Linked DNA regions of Sus scrofa: region 1 is linked to region 2. A link is a contact called in public Hi-C data. All regions are on one chromosome and are shown on one strand. The core of a region is the stretch at or near the end of the contact, and the rest is flanking DNA. Distances in the headings are between cores, read along the strand shown. Region 1 holds the start of CHRNB1 (acetylcholine receptor subunit beta). Region 2 holds the start of ELP5 (elongator complex protein 5).

Region 1 (6,496 bases), core at 505-3,004, 140 kb after region 2:
GTTCTAGACACATATGGAGCCATACTTCCTTCTGAATCTCAGCTCTAGGACATAGACCACGACTCTCAGCCCTTCCCGCTGTGATGGAACTGAGGCCTCTATAGCCATGTTATTGCTTTAAAATAAGTTCTAGGCCCACCCTCTCCCCTTCTCTAGTGATGCCTGTTAAGGATGAGCTCTGGAAAGGACCCAGCTATGATTCACAAAGAACGAAGTTCTGGATAAATCAAGAACCATTTCTTGTTTTTCCTAGATAATTTTTTAAAAATCTTCTTCCTCTAGAATGCTAACCTTATTTTTACATGCAGTTTTTAGCTCCTGCAACTCAGCTGGGGTCCTGCCAGGGAGACAGAGTCTGAGGAAGGGCAGAGGAGTTTTGGAAGGATCCCTGGCTCATAGTAGGGAAGCTAGGATGGGGAAGGGGCCAGAACCATGCATGATTGGACCTGTGCCTGGGTTATGGGGATGTGAACACTTAGCTACCTCAGCAGGAATTCCTTCCAGGTCCCTTTTAAAGCTGAGGTCTTTAGGGTAACTGGTCTAGAATAAAAAAGACAAATGAGGAGTTCCCGTTGTGGCCCAGTGGTTAACGAACCCAACTAGTAACCATGAGGTTGGGGGTTCGATCCCTGGCCTTGCTCAGTGGGTTAAGGATCCGGCATTGCCCTGAGCTGTGGTGTGGGTCGTAGACACGGCACACGGATCCTGCGTTGCTGTGGCTCTGGTGTAGGCCGGCAGCTACAGCTCCGATTCGACCCCTAGCCTGGGAACCTCCATGTGCCGTGGGCGCAGCCCTCAAAAGACAAAAGACAAAAAAAAAAAAAAAAAAAAACAACCAAAAAACAAATGAGAGGAGTTCCCGTTGTGGCTCAGAGCCTAAGAACCCGCCTAGTATCCATGAGGATTCAGGTTTGATCCCTGGCCTCACTCAGTGGGTTGAGGATCCGGCATTGCTGCAAGCTGCAGTGTAGGTCACAGATGCAGCTTGGATCCTGAATTGCTGTGGCTGTGGCGTAGGCTGGCAGCTGCAGCTCCAATTCAACCCCTAGGCCGGGAACTTCCATATGCCGCGGGTACAGCCAAAAAAAAAAAAAAAAAAAAAAAAAGACAGATGGAACATAGCCACACCCCCCTTTGCCACAGCAATGAAGTGATACCAGTTCAGCAATAAGTCCCATCCCTTGCCCCTACAGGTCAGGCCACGGAGGGAGGGTGAGGGCCTCTTCTCTAGACCTCATACATCCCAGAGCTTCTTCTGAGTAGAACTTGCTTTATTTTACAGCCTATAATCTCAGCTGGGTTTTGGGTACCCAGAAAGGGCCTGACTAGATTTTTCTGAAAAATATGGAGACCTAAGGGCAGGCCTGAAAAAGATCAGAGGTCAGCAGAGAACTAGGAGGGAGGCTCTGAGTAACTTCAGACCTGGGCAAGGAAGACTGAGGGGGCGCTAAAGGGAGGGCCTGGGGCTCAGAGGCAGGTCACTTTTCCTCAGGCTCTTTCTACTTCTGGCTTGTTGCAAGAGGGGTGGATGCTCCCCTCACCCACACAGAACCCCGCTCAGGCTCCACCCATCTCCTGGCTCTGCTCCCCAGGGACCGGGTCTCCACTCCATGCTTTCTCAATTAAAGATTAAAGACGATTTATACAACTGAAGTGTTGTCTGTCATCTGTAGGTGGCAGGCATTGGCAGTTGCTCGGGAGAGATCAAGTCCCAGGGGCGGGGCGGGTGGGCTGGCGGCTGCCCCCCCAATAACAGGTGCACATTCCTGGGCGCCTCGTCACTTCCCCTGCACTGGTTGTCTCAGCGGCTCATCCAGCGAACTCACTGAGTAAGGCGGGCTGGCTATGACCCCAGGGGCGCTTCTGGTGCTGCTGCTGGGGGCGGTGGGGGCGCCGCTTGCCCCGGGTAAGTCTGGGCCTCAGAGGGGCAGTGACAGGGCCAGAGGTCGTGGCCCGGTACCAAGGCCTCACTTCGTGCTCTCCTCCTCCAGGAGCCCTCGGCTCGGAGGCGGAGGGCCGACTCCGCGAGAAACTTTTCTCGGGCTATGATAGCTCCGTGCGCCCGGCGCGGGAGGTGGGAGACCGCGTCGGGGTCAGCATTGGTCTCAGCCTGGCGCAACTCATCAGCCTGGTGAGGGCGCACGCGGGGAGTTGAGGTCTGGCCCACTGGCCGGCTGGGGGGCGTGGCTTTAGGCGGGGTGGGAATCCAAGGATGGCTGGGGGCGGGGCCTGGGGCGAGGCCAGGCTGGGAGACGGACTGGCCCTTAGCGGCGATTGGGTTGAAATCGGACCAATGGACAAGCTGTGGGCGTGGCTGCAGGAAGGGTCGGGGTAGAGCCGGTAGGGTGGTGATCCCGGAGCTCGGGCCGAGGGACGGGCCAGAGGGCGGACCTTGAGGCGGGGTCACAGGCTGGGGCGGAGCTTGTGCCGGACAGGGTCCATAAACAACAGCGGGGGGAGACTCAGGCCGGCGGGTGTGAGAACTGGTAGGTGAACTGGCTGGCGGTAGGACCACAGGAAGTCCGCGAGATAGAGGCGGGGCCTAAACTAACACAGCTTATGGGAGGCGGGCCTTGGACCCAAGAGGGTGGGATTCAGAAAAAGAGGGAGTTTCCAGGGGGAGTTTGACCCACTGAGCCCCTTATTTCTCTGCAAATACATCACATCTACCCTTTAAACTTTTCCCTTCTAGAACGAGAAGGATGAGGAGATGAGCACGAAGGTCTACTTAGATTTGGTACGGACATCCCGTAGGGTGGGAGAGGGTGTCCTGCTGCCTTTACAATTTCCTCGAATCTCCCCGCCAGTGAGAACATTTTTTGCATCACATTTATACCTGAAAATGAAGTTTCAGGAAACAATACCTATTTGTATGACGGGCGGTGCACTCCATGCATTTTTTCATTATTTTATTTTTTAACCCTGCTTTGGGGTCCTTTTACTCCCAACCCATTCAAGGGCCGCTAATGCAGTTTGAAAACCACTGTGTTGGAGGCGAGCCAGGGCAACTCCATCACATTTACAGAATGAAAAATTGGGGCCCAATGAGAGGGAAGGGAAAAGCAACAGACAGGGTCCCAAAGAGTGCAGGTGGAGCCAGCATCAGAGCCCCGGGCCTGTAGAACCATGCCTGCGCTGCTCCCCTCCCTGGCCCTCCCTTCTCGGGCGTCCTTCGCACATTCCAAGGCTCCCCCCAGCCTCCAGCCCCAGACAGCCCCTCAGCCTCTGCTTCCTTAGGAGTGGACTGACTACAGGCTGAGCTGGGACCCTGCGGAGCACGAGGGCATCGATTCACTCCGCATCACCGCTGGCTCCGTGTGGCTACCAGACGTGGTGCTCCTCAACAAGTAAGACGTTTCCCAAGTCTGGGAGGCCCGGCAGGGCCAGGTTTCAGATGTGAAGATTCTTTCCTTGCAGCAATGACGGAAATTTTGACGTGGCTCTGGACATCAACGTCGTGGTGTCCTCCGACGGCTCCGTGCGCTGGCGGCCCCCGGGCATCTATCGAAGCAGCTGCAGCATCCAGGTCTCCGGGCTCTGCCTGGCAAGCTCAAGGCACTCCGAGAAAGCCTGCTTTTTCTCTGACAGCCTGACTCCCCAGACTCCCATCCCTCCTCCAATATCCCTGAGGACCCTCACGTCGCTCTTGCCCTCCTGATTTTCTGTTAGTTTCCTCTTCTCCGTTCACTTTCATTGACTTCCATTCTTCCTCAGGGACCCCTTCCTTTGTCCATGGGCTCTTCAAATAACCTTCCGATTCCTCTGTGACCCTGCTTCTTTGTCACCGCCCCTGGTGGTCCCTATCTCCCAGGTGCCCCAGATCCTCTGATCTCTTATCTACCCTGTGACCTTCCCCCCTCCTCCAGCCCTGACCTAGACCTCTGGCCGCTCTAGTGACTCCCCGCTCCATCCAGGTCACCTACTTCCCCTTTGACTGGCAGAACTGCACCATGGTGTTCAGTTCCTACAGCTATGACAGCTCGGAGGTCAGCCTGCAGACCGGCTTGGGTCCCGACGGGCAGGAGCGGCAGGAAGTGCACATTCATGAAGGGACCTTCATTGGTGAGTAGACCTGGCTCCCATGCCCATGGGTTTATAATTTTCAGCTTCTAACAGGCTGATGAGTGTAGCCCATTAGTGAGTCCCTATGGGGTCGGCATGTCAGGTAGGACTATATTCTGTGGATATGGAAATTGAGACTTGTTCGAGTTTATTAGAGAGGGGTTTTCCAGCCACTTTTATCCCCTCTGCTCTAGGAGGTGGCAGAGAAAGCCATATCTGGCACCACAGAGAAAAGTCCCACATCTGTATCCCCTTTTGCTCTTCTTCCCCCCCCCCCCCGCCCCGTCTCCAAGAGAATGGCCAATGGGAGATTATCCACAAGCCTTCTCGGCTAATCCAGCCTCCAGCAGATCCTAGGGGAGGAGGGGAAGGACGGCGGGAAGAAGTCACCTTCTACCTCATCATTCGCCGGAAGCCTCTCTTCTACCTGGTCAACGTCATTGCCCCATGCATCCTCATCACCATCCTGGCCATCTTCGTCTTCTACCTGCCACCAGATGCAGGTAAGGGGGGGGAAGGGGCCCCCCCACTGCTTCTCACCAAGAGTTCAGCTTCGTCCGCTTCCCCTGTAATACAGGCAAGGTTTTCGTGCCAACTCAAGCCATCCTGCATTGTCCATCAATGGTCTCACCCAGCTTTTCCCTTCAAGCAGAGCCTATGTGTCTGCCTCCAGGTTTTCCCTCTAGCCTCAGGCTCTGCCTCCCCTCTGCCGCTCACTTCTCTGCACCCAGTAACTTCTGAACTCTTCCCTTAAGAATCCCAGCAGCTCATCCTTGGAACCCCCAGAGCTCTGGCCAGCCAACTCCCAGGCTTAGATAACCCTTCCTCTCGCTTCCCCATTCTGACCTCCTCCCTCCCCCGCTGCTGTCGCCAGCTAGTCCTTTAACCTCCTATCTCCCTTGGAAATAAGAGCCAACATTTCTTTGGAAGACAGCGTGATGTGTTCGCAGAGTAACCTTGGGCAACTTCCAGTTTCCTGATCTGGAAATAGGACAGTCATTGTCCCTACTGCATAGGATTATTTTGAGGATTAACTGAGTTAATAGAACTATGCCTAGTACTCTGTAAATTTTGTGCAATTGTAGGTATTGTCTTTGCTAATTTTGAACACTTGTTATAAGATAATACAGTAGGAGTTCCCGTCGTGGCGCATCAGAAATGAATCTGACTAGGAACCATGAGGTTGCAGGTTCAATCCCTGGCCTCACTCCGTGGGTTAGGGCCCCGGTGTTGCCGCGAGCTGTGGTGTGGGTTGAAGACGTGGCCCGGAGCTGGTGTTGCTGTGGCTCTGGCGTAGGCTGGCAGCTGTAGCTCTGATTGGACCCCTAGCCTGGGAACCTCCATATGCCGCAGGTGCAGCCCTAAAAAGACAAAAAAAAAAAAAAGATAATGCAAATAATATGTTACACATATTAACTCAATTCTAATCTTCACAACTCTATGAGGTAAGTGCTGAACTGTCTTCCCGTTTTGCAGAGGAGGATAAAGAAGCTAAGAAAGTTTAAGTCATTCGCCTGACATTACATAGTAGAGAGAGGAAGTGTTGCTATTCCAACCTCCCAGTCTGATTCAGAGACTGATATCCTAAACTCTGGTATTCAAAATATGCTTTCCTTCTCGCTGGAATCCAGTCCTCTGTCTGTCTCAGGAAGGAGAGGGAGGAAGTTATAGAACACACTTCCACACGTAACTGCTTTCTTCTGGAGCCTGGCAAAACTTGGAACCCAATATTATAGGACTAAAGTAGAAGAGATCATAAAAGTTATTTATTTCAATACCTTCCATGAAGTTCGCAGTGCCTGTTGCGGGTCACAGGAATAAGCAGCCACCGGGCATATTCTTATGTACTTTGTTTCATTATTAGATCCTTCAAATTGCTATCTGGTTCCTGCTACAGGGGTTGGCCCATTCATTCAGGCAGCAATTATCTGTCAAGCATCTATAATATTCAAGACACTGGGAATACATCAGTGAATGAAAGAGAAAGAACTCCCTGCTCTCATGGAGTTTACACTCTAGTGCATTCTAGTGGGGGAGACAGTCAGTAAACATAATAAATAAAGCCATTAGGAGTTCCCGTCGTGGCTCAGCGGTTAATGAATCCAACTAGGAACCATGAGGTTGCGGGTTCGATCCCTGGCCTCGCTCAGTGGGTGAAGGATCCAGTGTTGCCCTGAGCTGTGGTGTAGGTCGCAGACGCGGCTCGGGTCCGGCATGGCTGTGGCTGTGGTGTAGGCTGGCGGCTCTGGCTCCGGTTTGACCCCTAGCCTGGGAACTTCCATATGCCGTGTGTGCGGCCCTAGGAAAAAAAAAGACCAAAACACCAAAATGAATAAATAAATCCGTCAGATAGTATATTAGAAGAGGGAAAGTCCTAAAAAGGAAAAGTGAAGTTGGCGAAGGATTAGGGGAGGATGAGAATGGGAGCAGGGGT
Region 2 (7,225 bases), core at 3,389-5,888:
CATCATGGCTTGGTGGAAACGAATCTGAATAGCATCCATGAGGACGCAAGTTTGATCCCTGACCTCACTCAGTGGGTTAAGGATCCGGTGTTGCCGTGAGCTGGGGTGTAGGACGTAGACATGGCTCGCATCCTGTGTGGCTGTGGTGTGGGCCAGCAGGTACAGCTCCAATTCAACCCTAGCCCGGGAACCTCTATATGCTGTGGGTGCAGCCCTTAAAAAAAAAAAAAAAAAAAAAAAAAAAGACTCCAACATCAAATGTCACAGAGGACACAAAATTTTGAAACTGTCCTCAAAGGCTGAGTCCTAGGCACCATGCACCCTTAAGATTCAGAGACACAAGAACAAAAGAGCAGGAAGGCTGTGGAAGAAGAGAACGACCACAGCAGGACACATGAACCCAAACTACCCAAAGCCATTCTTCAAGAGGTCTACACCCGCAACCGCCTAATCCATTTCTCTCCTGATCCCTGACTTCCTCCAAATCCTCTAAACTCCCAGAGCCCTGAAACCCTTTCTTCATCACAGAGGTCCCTTTAGTTTCCGCAGACTCACCACTTCCAAGAAGAAATCCACATGGGGCCTCTTGTGTACAAAAAACCGGACGGGATGTTTGTCTATCACCACCTGCAGAGGAACAGAGAGGGGCTGGGAGACGTCCTGAGCAGGCCTATAGGACACCCCACCCCGCCACGGCTCTACTGCCTGCCTCCCTCCTTCAGGCTGCGACTGGAGCCAGGGGATGCGCAGGGAGCCGGGGACCAGATGCTCTGGGATACGGGGCAAGAGTCTGAGCAGAAGAGCAGACATGCCTGTTCCATCCCTTTGCAACCCACACACCTTGAGAATGAAGTCAGGAGGCGTTCCAGGCCGGACTGTGGGCCTCAGGACCCCATCATGATGGGAGTGAATAAGCGTCTCGTCCAGATCCAGCACCAGGATCTTCCTCTTCACCTGGCCTGAACCACAACAGCAAGGGATGACACCGACCAACCTCCAGCAAAGACCTGGAACCCTCCCTCGCCTCGGGTCCTTCCCAGCCGGCCTACTCACTTAGCCGATTTCGGGACACGGGAGATAAGGGAAGGATATCATATCGAACGGTTTGGTACTGAATTACCTGGGAACATCAAGAGAGAGAGTTAGAAGCCTTGACAAGGACAGTGACCAGAGGCAGCACGTGTTGAACATTTACCATCCGCTGGCCATCGTGTAATTTAGGGCCATGTTATTTAAATCTCAAAGCAACCTAACAACAACAACAACGCCGTCTCCATTTTAAGGATGAAGAAACCAAGGCTGGGAGAAGTTAAATACCCTGCCTCCGACTACACAGCCAGGAACTACCTTCAGTTGTTTGCTCCTCCAATTTCACGAAGACTCCATGAAAGCATGGGTTTTGTCTGCATTGTGGCTGTGTTCCTAGACCCCTACGGCAGGGGTGCTCAGCTAACATGAGAAACAGTGCAGTGGTGGAACCCGCGTTGTACCTGTGCAGGCCGACCCTAGACCCTGCCCTCTTAACTGTTAATATCAGCCTGTGACGTGGAACAAAGAAATGCATGGCCCTCGCCCCCTCCGCTGCAAGAATTCCTTGCGACAACTCCTGTCACCTCCTGTTGGGAGCTGAGAGCCTCAGACTCCTTGGTGGAGAGGGGGCAGGAGTCAGAAGGGGAGGTTCTTGGGTCACTAAGGGGAACGGGGGATGAGGGAATCCAGGGGTTGTCAGGTCAGCTAAGTTCCTCTGGCTGGGAGCCACCAGGCCTATTTTAACCATCCACCTGTCCTTTCCTGCCTCTACGAGCCAAGTCACAAGTTGCAGAGAACCTCAGCCCTCTGAACGGCCTCCTTATCCTGGTACCCAGGGCAAGGCAGAGAACACTGGAAAGCCCCACTTGCCAAGCCGACTGAGAGAGTATCAAGAAGGCCAGGGAGCAGTCAGGGATGTGAGTGGGAGGTGAGAAAGGCACAAGGGTGTCACCAGGGTGGCCTTCCAGCTTCTCCAAGCCTTCTCTAGAGGCTCCTAGTTCCAGCACTCAGATCTCTCCCTTGCAAAGCCTGGAGATTCCCTCCTCTGCTCTTTTCTTTTAGGCAGAGACAAATGCGCGACAGTCCACCCCTAGGCCTGAAGCCTCACCAAAACCAGGCTCCCCACTTGCACACCCAGGGGCTCTGTCCCCCTAATCCCAAAGGCATCTGCCCTTCCTTTCTCCCAGGGCCACCATGAGGGCCGCAGCAGCTCCGGTGTCCCGCCTGCTATCTCGGGTTGCACATGCTGGGCATGTAGGGAATGCTGGAAGCATCTGCCAGAAAGGGGGTGGGGGGGAGAAACAGGATTGGAAAGGAAGAAAGGGAAGACAAAAGGCTGTGGGGTCGGTACTGCCCAGAGGAGAGCGAGTCTTCGGGGCACCAGTCTCTGCCTGGGCTGGAGCCCGTCCCTGCATCCAGAAAAGAAAGCTGATGTCTCAAGGGAAGAAGGGATGCTCCCAGCAAAGCCAGGCAGAGAGGACCAGAGCTAACGTGCCAGGAAAGGCCCAGGGGCTAGCCGCACACACGTCTCAGCATCTCTGACCCCAAACTCTTTGTGGCTTCCGACCCTTGTCTCGGGGAAGGGGCCTGCTGACAACCATGAACACCCAGAACAATCCTCACCCCAAATCAGCAAGTGGAACGACCGGACTGATAAAGAAGACACTGAATGCAAGGCCAGGCCCATTTCCCCAAACCAGAAGTCAACCACCACGACCACTCAGGGCTTTCTAGAAATCCCTTGACCTGGGCAGGCCCTACTTGGTTTTAACTCCTCAAGCTTTACGGAGCTGTGCCGGAGTACAGATGCGCTGCATCTCAGCTCGCTGAATCCTCCCCCATCTCCTTCAGAGGACTCTCCCCGCCGCGGTGGTGAGAACACGGAGCACATTTATCAAATGATGTTGGCCTAAGGAGCTTTGACCTTGGAGATACTCGCGTACACTCCCCACAGTATCCTCCACAATGCTGGGGTCTCCTGGAGACACAAGCGTGCCCTCAGATTCAAGCCTTCCAACGGACGGGCACCGGCTGCTGACAGGCACACCCAAGCTTTACTGTGCCCCCTTCCACAACCAAAGATGCCCATCACAAACGCCTCTTTTTTAAGTCCCAGGGTCTTAATAAATCCAAATATTCACATCCACACTATGAAATGAGTTTTCAGGATCTTTGGGGACAGGAATTCCCTTCATTTGGGCTTCTCCTTCATATCCAGGGCTTTTCCCAAGTTCCCATCCTTGTTTGTCACATATGCCTTCCCACCCACCCCCACACCCTTGGCACACGAGCCTGTCTCTCCCCGGTTCTAAGATCAAACACACACGGAGGTTTCAAATAATAGGAGGGTCTCTAACAAGCCCACATCAACAGATCTGCTGCCATCAAACAGGTGTTCCCCGCCTCTCGGTTTCTTTAGCAACAGCTCCAGCTTTCTTAAAGAGCGCCCCACCCACCACCCTATCCCCCAAGAATTGCCAAACCCTGTTCTCGTCGAGCCCCCCCCACCGCGCCCCCACACTCCTCACGTCTGTTCTGCTACAAGGGTCTTCTTCCTTCGGCCCATCCCACCCTAAGCCCAGCTATGGGTGCTCTAATTCTCTAGCGGGAGAAGCCGCCGCCAGGACTCGGTTCCTAGGCCCAATCACAGGCCCGACACTTTCCGAAAACCCCAGAACACAGCTGACACAGAGGTCCCCACCACCACCAGCGCCCACCCAGGCTCACCGTGCGGATCTGCCTCCGCAAAAGGTAAATGAAGAAGCTCCAGAGCTTGGCGGCGAAGGCCACGAACGTGCGCAGCCCCAGCAGACACTGCGTCCGCATCATCCCGATGACCCCGGCACCGCCGGCCCCGGGGCCCCCGCGGCCCAGCTCCGCCAGCCCCCCGGGGGCAGCCCCCCGCCACCGGGAGGGGGAACGGGGGCCCCGAGTGGCAGGAGAGGCTGCAGAGAGGGGCAGGGAGCGGGCGGCTCAAAAAGCCACCCCCGACGAGGGGAAAGCCCAGCAGAACGGGGAGCTGGGGGACAGGCGTGGGCAGCCCGCGGGGGCCCACATGGGCGGGGAGTGACACCGACGGCTTCGCGGAGGTTGCGGGCCGAGACAGGTTGGGCCACGACGGGGTCCTCCGAGACCAGGAGGGAAGGGATGGAGAATTGGGGGAGGGGGCTGTGGGGGAGGGGGCTAGGGAGAAGGGAGGGAGGGAGAAGGAAGGGGGAGGGGAAGAGGGAAGCGGAGGGTGGCCCGCTGCGCACGCGCGCTAGGGGGCTGCCCGCGGGAAAGGGGCGGGCGGGGGCAGCGGCGCGCGAAGGGCCGCGCCAGCGGCGGCGAACGGGTGGGCTGAGCGAGAGAGCAGGGAAGGAGGGGAGGGGGAGCCGAAGCGCGCGGATTGCTGGACCGGAGCGGCCTCCCCCTCCCCGAGATCGGGGGTGCCTCAGCCGCTGGGGAGAGGGGCTGCAGCCTCTGCAGCTGGATTTCCCACTCTGACAGGCGCCATTTTACCGCCCAAAGGGCTCCCTCCTCCTTTCTTCCCCCCTCCTCTTCCCCTCTGACACTACTTCCGGTGGTGACGTGTATTCGCTTCACCGGGACCGAAGTTCTCCGGGCTCGGTCTGTAGGGGTGGGAATAAAGGAAGCGGAGGTGCCCCCAACAAGGCTCCAGTAGGCGCATGCGCAGAGGGTGGCAATGGGGCGGGGCCTGGAGCAAAGCCGGCCCGCCTCGGAGGGCGGGGGCGGGGCAGGGTGTCGTCACTTGCCCCCGAGACTCTGACGGCGGGACCTGCTCCTGCGGCCACCTCCCCCTCCCACAAACAACTGCCCCAACGGCTCTTCCTGCCCTGGTCACGGTAAAAATGTAGAGAGGGGCCTCGTCCCTACATCTGTGCACCAGGGCTCAGGAGGGGCCGCTCTGCGTCAGTGCCCCCGAAATAATGAACCTAATCACCTCTCCAGAGTATGCCTGGTCTTAGCCTTGAGAGGGATCGGAGGGATCGTGGGTGCCCCGCCCCCTTCGTTTATAGGGGGCGGGGCGGTGGAGCGTGACGCCATCAGAGGGCGTCTGAAGAGGGTCGGGACGCGTGTTGGAAATGTTGGAGTCGCTGTTGGCTTTTGGTGGCCTGGTGCTCCTGCGGGGTGAGGATCACAGGGACAGGGCCTTCCGAGTAGGGCACAAGGGGCGGAAGTGGAGAGGAAAGACCGTGGGTCACAGCCAGGGGTGGAGGGCGCGACTGGTTCTTGAATGCTGGAAACCTCAGTGTTCTCCGGTTGCTTATCGTCCCTCGCTCTCCCCAGACTCCGTAGAGTGGGAGGGGCGCAGTCTCCTGAAGGCACTTATCAAGAAATCTGCACTGCGGTGAGTATCTCGCAGAGTCTCGCTGTCCTCCCCGGAAAGGGAGCGTGGGCTCCACTCTTTGACGCTCCCCCTTATCTCTGCTCAGTGGAGAGCAAGTCCACATCCTGGGCTGTGAAGTGAGCGAAGAAGAGTTTCGTGAAGGTTTTGACTCCGACGTCAACAGACGGTAGGTACCATTGGGAGGGTTTTGATTTAATTGGATTTGGAACCTCTTTTGCTGAGGAACGTCCCTTTCAGCACCAGTATGTAGTAGTTGCTACTTAAAATATTTATTGAATGGATGGATGTGGGTTTTTTCAGGAGATGGGAATTAGTAAGAGGAATGGTATCTGGGAGTTCCCGTCGTGGCTCAGTGGTTAATGAATCTGACTGGGAACCATGAGGTTACGGGTTCGATCCCTGGCCTTGCTCAGTGGGTTAAGGACCCGGCGTTGCCGTGAACTGTGGTGTAGTTTGCAGGCGCGGCTCAGATCCCACATTGCTGTGGCTGTGGTGTAGGCCAGCGGCTACAGCTCCGATTAGACCCCTAGCCTGGGGAACCTCCACATGCCAAGGGAGCAGCCCTAGAAAAAGGCAGAAAGACCAAAAAAAAAAAGAGAGAGAGAGAGAGAGAGAGAAAGAATGGCATCTGGAGATCATAGAAGATGAGAGAAATAGAATAATAAAAAGCCGACAAGGACAGGTTAGCACCAGAGGCTGGACTGGAGGATAAGAAAAAACATGTTCTGCCTTTTGAGTTACTGAGAATCTGGTGGACCATACATAGATTCCAAACTTGGATCAGCACGAACTGCAGGGTACATAGGGATTTGTCCTTCAGGCGGAAGTTTATGCAGAATTAGGGAGGTACGGAAGGCATACATGGGAGATGGGAGAGCTTTCTGAGGTCGCACAGAGGTACCTGATGCTAAAAGATCTTAGAGCGCGAGAAGAGTTATCCTCAAGGCAGTGAGGGGGGTGGTCATTTGAAAATTTGGGAGGAGAGTGATCACATCATACCTGTTAGAAAGACTCTTCCGGTGACCCCAGTGTGGAGAATGGTTGGGAGCAGACAGTCTGGGCACAGGGAAGCCAGGCGGGAAGGCTGCTGGCAGCAATTCAGGGTCAGTCAGATGGATACATGAACCAGTTGGAGCAGTGAACAAAGCAGACGCAATTCCTGTTCCAGTGAAGCTTGAAGAATACTGGTAGGAGGTGACATAGGCCTGGTTTAAGGCAGTGGCAGTAGGGATGGAGCGTTTGGGACAAATGTAAAAGGACTTCAGGGACTTTCCAGGACTTAAAAGACTGATGTGGGGTAGGGGAAAGCACCCAGGTCGGGAGGTCCCTGAATCCACCTACACTGGCTGGTTAGGAAAGATTTCTTCCTGGTCTGCTTAGCTAAGTGGAAGCGGGTAGTTTACATTTGTCTGTTGAGCCTGCCTTAATTTTGTATCAGCTGTTGTAGTAGAGCTGGATGTTAGGATGGCATCCGCAGAGAAGCCGAAGGTGGGAAGGAGGGGTCTGGGAACAAGTTCTGCCACCAGGAAGTTCCCGAGGGTTTCTGGTCCATGCCAGTCTCTTTTCCTGCAGTGCTTTTATTTGTAGTTAGTACCACAGAAGATTCCGGATCTTTTCTAAGCCGTTACTGTGTAAGTAGAAACTCTGTCTTGGGTCCTTTCCCTTTATCCATCCAGAGAGTGATACACTTTAGGCACCACTCAGGAAATATTGGATAAAGGTGATAGCTAACATCTATCAAGCATTAGTATGTGTCAAGCCTTGTGCTCGATGTCAGGAGGTATTTCCATTTTACAAAAGAAGAAACTAAGTCCTAGTGGGATGAAGTAACGTATCAGAGGACCT

What was found. A called contact is a pair of places that touch in the nucleus more often than the background predicts.
Region 1: a contact with region 2 is called in a Hi-C map of skeletal muscle, with 3 times the contacts expected there. The contact joins the promoter of CHRNB1 here to the promoter of ELP5 in region 2. A contact is called at or near these places in 3 of 47 Hi-C or Micro-C datasets (embryonic fibroblasts, liver and skeletal muscle) and 1 of 2 datasets of contacts at active chromatin or transcription factors (alveolar macrophages).

The regions. Positions count from the first base shown.
Region 1 is chr12:52,747,679-52,754,174 of Sscrofa11.1, forward strand. CHRNB1 (acetylcholine receptor subunit beta) reads left to right here and starts at 1,755. Exons shown (of 12, transcript XR_001300014.2): 1 at 1,755-1,906; 2 at 1,992-2,131; 3 at 2,693-2,737; 4 at 3,238-3,347; 5 at 3,418-3,526; 6 at 3,915-4,062; 7 at 4,356-4,565. TMEM102 (transmembrane protein 102) reads left to right here. Exons shown (of 9, transcript XM_021067827.1): 9 at 1-1,648. It overlaps FGF11 (fibroblast growth factor 11), which reads left to right. Exons shown (of 5, transcript XM_013981311.2): 5 at 1-1,653.
Region 2 is chr12:52,601,502-52,608,726 of Sscrofa11.1, forward strand. ELP5 (elongator complex protein 5) reads left to right here and starts at 4,639. Exons shown (of 8, transcript XM_003131929.4): 1 at 4,639-5,160; 2 at 5,320-5,380; 3 at 5,466-5,546. The coding sequence starts at 5,115.